2 separate regions of the Rattus norvegicus genome follow, and region 1 is linked to region 2. Evidence: chromatin contacts called from public Hi-C data. All regions are on one chromosome and are shown on one strand. The core of a region is the stretch at or near the end of the contact, and the rest is flanking DNA. Distances in the headings are between cores, read along the strand shown. Region 1 overlaps Galnt10 (polypeptide N-acetylgalactosaminyltransferase 10). Region 2 has its middle 14 kb from the start of Galnt10.

The links. A called contact is a pair of places that touch in the nucleus more often than the background predicts.
Region 1: a contact with region 2 is called in a Hi-C map of Schwann cells, with 5 times the contacts expected there. The contact joins two enhancer-like sites. A contact is called at or near these places in 11 of 12 Hi-C or Micro-C datasets (the A7r5 cell line, the Rat2 cell line, Schwann cells and 6 more).

What each region holds. Positions count from the first base shown.
Region 1 is chr10:42,454,167-42,457,180 of GRCr8, reverse strand. All of the region lies in intron 7 of Galnt10 (polypeptide N-acetylgalactosaminyltransferase 10), which reads right to left. Among named protein-coding and RNA genes, the nearest start is that of Sap30l, 25 kb to the left of the region's middle. Within about 2 kb of position 1,695, at least 6 of the 93 cell types and tissues checked have an H3K27ac peak or open chromatin away from gene starts, as enhancers often do. A contact at or near this core is called in Schwann cells, where this site is marked.
Region 2 is chr10:42,307,176-42,310,063 of GRCr8, reverse strand. No RefSeq gene overlaps it. Among named protein-coding and RNA genes, the nearest start is that of Galnt10, 14 kb to the left of the region's middle. Within about 2 kb of position 1,588, at least 1 of the 93 cell types and tissues checked has an H3K27ac peak or open chromatin away from gene starts, as enhancers often do. A contact at or near this core is called in Schwann cells, where this site is marked.

The DNA.
Region 1 (3,014 bases), core at 446-2,945, 150 kb before region 2:
AGAAAGGGTCTCATGTCCTTCTTAGCCAGGAGAGCAGTCATTGTCTGAACTAGAAGGGCCCAGCCCATCTTTCTCTGGTGCAGCTTTCCTTTATTTTTGCCTTGGATGAAGTGGAGCAGACAGCTTCACGATCATGCTCCCCCTCACCTCTGTCTACTAGCAAACATGTCTCAACCTGAAAGGTTAGGTCCCAAAACGGGGGGCTGACCCTTCCTGGGACAGAAAGCCAGAGACTCGGGTTGGCATCCTGAGTTGTACTGGACTGTAGCAGCCACCGTAGGTCCAAGCCCCAGGCCTGGATCTGGCCTTAGCTAGTCACATTGCACCTTCAGGCCTTGCCTCCTTTACAGCCAATGCAGCTTCATACAGGGAAACTGAGGCCACTGCAATTAAGTTCCTCCCCATCACACCACCCTTTTGGCTCCAGGAGGACCAGAATTGCAGCTGGCCCTGGGACAGATTGGCAACTGTCAGGTCAAGAGCACTCAAGGAGCTTCCCACAGGTTCCCATAGGCTGCTGGGGAGCTGCAGGAGACAGCACTGGAGAGTGAGCCATGGTAGACGAGTGACTGGCCCTGGATGAGGGGGGGTTCTGACTGGGGAACCATGAGTCCTTCATGCCTGGCCTGTACAAACATTACACTGGTTTTGGTCTGGGTTACTGGTCCCAGGGAATGTTGGGGGCACAGAGAGAAGAGAAGCAGGATGGGGTGGGGTGGGGTGGTGGGGGTTGGGGTGATGGTGGGCTGAGCTGCAGAGCCCAGTCTTAGTCCACTTCTAGAACTGACGAGAGGCCAAGCTCCAAGCAGAAGACTCCAAAGCAAAGACCTCTGCAGGAGAAGGAAGAGATCAGTGACTTCTAGACAGTGTTCAGACTCCAACTTCTCTGATTTATTGTGAGGCTAAGTCTCATGTAGCCCAGGCTAACCCTGAACTCCTGATTTTTCTGTACCGCCAAGTTAGTTTATGCTGGGGATTGAACTCAGAGCCCATATGCTGGGCAACCGTTCTACCAAGTGAGCTACATCTCCAGCCCCTTGCTCCATCCGTCCGTCTGTCCTTCCCTCCTTTCAACACAGGGAACTGCTATTGTGTAGTGTGGACCAGCCTGAGACTCACCAGCTCCTTCCTGCTTCAGCCCGAGTGCTGGTATTACATGTATGTGTCACCGTAGCCAACCGATTCATCAGTGGAATGGAATAAACACGTTACCTCTGTGGCAGGGGCTCACAGCTGTTGGGCAAGCCCTCTACCGCCCAGCTTAGTCTTCAGTCCTGGAGCGGGTTCACTCTTCTCCCGTCAGGAGAAACAGGCCTGGTCTGGAATCAGAGCTGGATTAATCTGTCAGGCCCAATGGCACAGACGGATCCATCCTAATTTCTGGTAGTGTACTTGCGTCTCTCGGGCCATTGTCATTTCTGTCACCATGAAGAATGGGGTCTCGGCAAAGGGAGAGGCCCTAGGGAGGGGCTGAACCCTAGCTGAGGCAGAACCAGTGTTCAAAGAGACAGCATGGCAGCTGGACAAGGCCTGCCTTAGGCCTGGAACATAGGCAGGACAGGGGGGCTGTCATTGGCCAGGAGGGAAGGAGAGGGAGAAGGAGAGGGGGAGGGGCAGGGGGAGAGTGAGTGAGTTGAGAGATGAATGCCTCCCTCCCTGAGGCCAGGCCCACTCATTATTCTGGCTCATTTTCCCCAGAGAGTGCCCAGCATAATTGGATCAGATGGAATTCGAGCCAGCTCCCTTCCTCAGTCTCCAGTGTGGCTTCATTAGTGAGTCTTTTGTAAATAAACTGAGTGGAGGAATAAAAAAAAAAACCCAAAAAACAAAACCCCCATCATTTATTCTGCTGTGACTGCCTGATGACACATTAGATGCGTCTTAGGAACATAAGGAACAAAATGGAAACCTTGTGGGCTTAGAGACCCCCTTTGTGAATGACTCCCTGTCTGCTCTTCTCCACAGAAGCAGCTTCTGGAGGAGGAGGTACTGTGGGGCTGGAAGCGGCTCTGGCTGGTGATACAGTTGATCCCGGCCACACATCTCCAGCCTCAGATTTCATGCAGCACGGTCCTTCCCAGGCAAATCTTCGGGTGTTTGGGATATAGCAATGAGTCAGACACGGACAGATCCTAGATCTACTGCAGTGGAGTACCTGGCAACACCGCTCTTCAGACGGGTCTGTTTCTGGGGACAAACCCGGAAGAATGTGTCGTGAGGCAGTGCCTGGCGGTTGGATCCATGACTTCACTACACTGACGGAATGCAGCCTTTACCAAGTGAGATTGCACCGGCCGGGGAGACTGAGCCAACAGACAAGACCTCTGTGCTACGGCTCACAAAGCCTGCATCCACAGCACACAATGTCACTTCTCAGTCTACAGAGTGAGCAGCCTCAGGATGCCTAGCCACTGAGGAGGCCCCTACCAAAGGCGTCTGGGGAGAGATTCACAGGCTATTTCTTTTTCTTCTTTAAAAAATATGTGTTTTAGTTTAAAGAAATTATGTAAGATGGGCAGTGGTGGTGCATGCCTTTAATCCCAGCACGCAGGAGGCAGAAGCAGGTGGATCTCTGAGTTTGAGGCCAGCCTGGTCTACATGCAGAGTGAGTTTCAGAACAGCCAGGACCATACAGAGAGACCCTGTCTCAAATAAATTTTTTTGTATGTATGTGGGTGTGTGTGCATTTGTGCATGTCAGAGTAGACACAGAGACCATAAGGAGGTGTCTGATCCCTTGGAGCTGGAGTTAGAGGGGGCTGTAAGCTGCCCAATGTGTGTGCTGCGATTTGAACGAGTCTTCTGCAAGAGCAGTAGGTGCTCTTACCCACTAAGCCACATGTCCTGTCCCTTATTTGCTACTCCCGACCTAGACTGTTACTCATTCTATTCACTGAGAGCCCAAAGAATCACCAAGTAAAATAGAGTGATTCCAGGAGAGGTAAAAACCTGAGAAGTGAGGGCAAGTGAGTGAGTGCAGCTGGTTTTCTTAGGCTAGTTTTCCCCTCAATTGCT
Region 2 (2,888 bases), core at 339-2,838:
TTACATTTTAATTTAGTGTGTGTGTGTGTGTGTGTGTGTGTGTGTGTGTGTGTGTGTGTGTGTATGCCATGGCATGCATGTGGCAATTACAGGACAACTTACAGAAGTCAGTTTCTCCTACCATGTACATCCCAAGAAGTAAACTCAGCTCATAAGCCTTGGTGGCAACTACCTCAATCCACTGAACCACCTTGCTGGCCCCTGAATCTGCAATTTCACGAGCTCCTCAGTTGATAGGCACATAAGAGATGCATCTTGGGGCAAACTCTACAGCTGAGAACCCAGGATGGTAAGGAGAGCCGAGGCTGGCCACTAAGAGCCGTATTCCTAGTCAGTCTGAAGTGTCTTCCTAAAAAATCAGAGTTGAGTGAGAATGTAAAAATCCATCGCATGGCTATAACCTAGGAACTCAGACATCTGAGACAGAAAAGATGGGAAGACTGGGCTAGCTTGAGCTACGTAGCCAGACCCAAAAGAAGAGGAGGAAGAGGAGTAGGAAGAGGAGGAAGACAGCTGAGGGGATGGCCCAATGTGTAGAGTTCCTGCTGTGAAAGCACGAAGACCTGGGTTTGAATCTCCAGAAGCCACATAAAAGCTAGAAGGGTAGCTCCTGTTTGTAACCCCAGTGATTCCGTAGGGAGATGGGAGGTGGGGCTGGAAGCTCTGACCATTGACTTAGTCTGTAAAACAGCAAAACAAGAGACCCTGTCTCAAACAAGAGGAAAGACAAGGGGGACACTAGAAATAGCCTTCCAACCTCACACGTGCTCCATGACAACTGCACATTTACACACACACACACACACACACACACACACACACACACACACACACGAGAGAGAGAGAGAGAGAGAGAGAGAGACTGAGACAGAGACAGAGACACTAAAAACAAAAGCAAAAACACACTACACTTGCAATAAGCTGCCCAGAGTAGTAGTGAACTGTGGTCCAGGAAGGCATTTAAGCAGATATTGGTTCCATACGGGCTAGAGATGGGAGGAGAGACTTAGACACTAGCCCAGTGTTCACGGGAAACCTTTTTCACAGCCCTTATCTCTCGGGACCATGATTCTAGCTCATGCCATTCGGTGGCCTCCCATTATGGAGTGGGGAGTGTCCTAGTTCAAGTTTCATATTTGGAAAGGGAACACAGGTTCTGTGAGCCCTGGTGGGAGCCAGGATATGAAGATTTTTAGACCATCAGACTATGCCCAGAGAGCCCACACACACGCTTGGCCTCAGGAGACTGGCACCCTGCCTCTGCTCCTGGCTCCTTCTCTGCCCTCCCCTAGTAGTAGTACATAACTGACACAGAGATCCAGGAGCTCAGGAGGGGACTTGGAGCTACCATCCACAGAAACCGTGCCTAACGCCCCGTGTAATCACCACCATGTGTCTCTGTCAAGAGCTGGCTTCTGCTTCAGTGAGGTCCCTGGAAACTCCTCATCAGACCCTCTGCATAGGAAACAAACGGACAAGTTAGGATGGTAGCAAATCCTGCTGTCCTTCTGCTGACAAAGGCCCCATTTAGCAAAACGGTTCGGCAAGGACAAAAGAGGAGCAATCTCTGAGTAAAGCACTTTAGGATGTGGGGTGGGAGGAGGTTGCAGCGGGATCTAGCCAATGGCTTGAGAGTAGGAGAGTTGGCATGCCAGTTATTAAGGATGTGAGGCAGAAGTTGTGAGGAGAAGGGAGCGTTTGCCTTCGCTTCCTTTCCCCCAACTTGTTCATTTCCTATGAGCCAACTGTGAACTGAGGTTTCCGAGAGGAAACCTGCAGACTGATGGACTCCTCAGAACTTCCCGATTATAGAGCACCAGCTATCTTTGTGCTTGTAATAACAATTTTAAGAACAGTACCTTAAAGCCACGCATAGTAGCTTGTGCCTTTAACCCCAGTACCTGGGAAGCATTTGTGATTTGGAGGACAGCTTGCAAAGTGAGTTTCAGAACAGTCATAGTTACATAATGAGACCCTGTCTTGAAAAAGAAAAAAACCAAAACAAGAACCTAAAACAAACAAACCCCAAAAAACCTAAAACAAATCACCAACCAACCAACCAGTCAACCAACCAATCAACCAACCAATCAACCAACCAACCAACCAATCAGCCAACTAACCAACCAACCAACCAACCAATCAACCAACTAACCAACCAACCAATCAACCAACCAGCCAACCAACCAACTAACCAAACAACTAACCAACCAACTAACCAACCAACCAACCAACCAACTAACCAACCAACCAACCAACCAGCCAACCAACCAACCAACCAACCAACCAACCAGCCAACCAGCCAAACAAACAAACAAACAAACAAACAAACAAACAAACCCAAACAGCAGTAGCCTGGGTAGGAGAGATAGCTCAGTTGGTAAATTGTTTGCTATACAAGCAGGAAGACCTGAGTTCAGCATCCCCAGAACAAAGGTATAAAAATCTGGGCTTGATCTCAGCCCCGGGTAGATAGGAACAGGCAGATCTCTCTCTGGAGCTCCTCCTTTTTCCTTCCTTTCCTTCCCTTCCCTTCCCTTTCCCTCTCTTCCTTTCCTCCTTCTTCTCCATCTCTTTCTACACAGCCTAGCCTCATTGGTGAGCTCAAAGTTCAGTAAAAAAGACCCTGTCCCAGTAAATAAGGTGAAGAACAATTAGAGAAGGCAAGTGACCTCTCCCTCTGGCTTCCACGTGTATGTATAGATGAGCACAGGTTTCTATCCCCCTTGAAAAAAGCAAGAGGCCACATACACATATAGACACCACACACATGCCCTCAAACGTTCATAAAGATTTTGGTTTCATTTTTTGAGGGACATAAATAAAGCATGGGGTAGCCAAGTGACTTGTGAGGTGGTGTCTTCACATCTGTAGCCGGGTCACCAGGAATG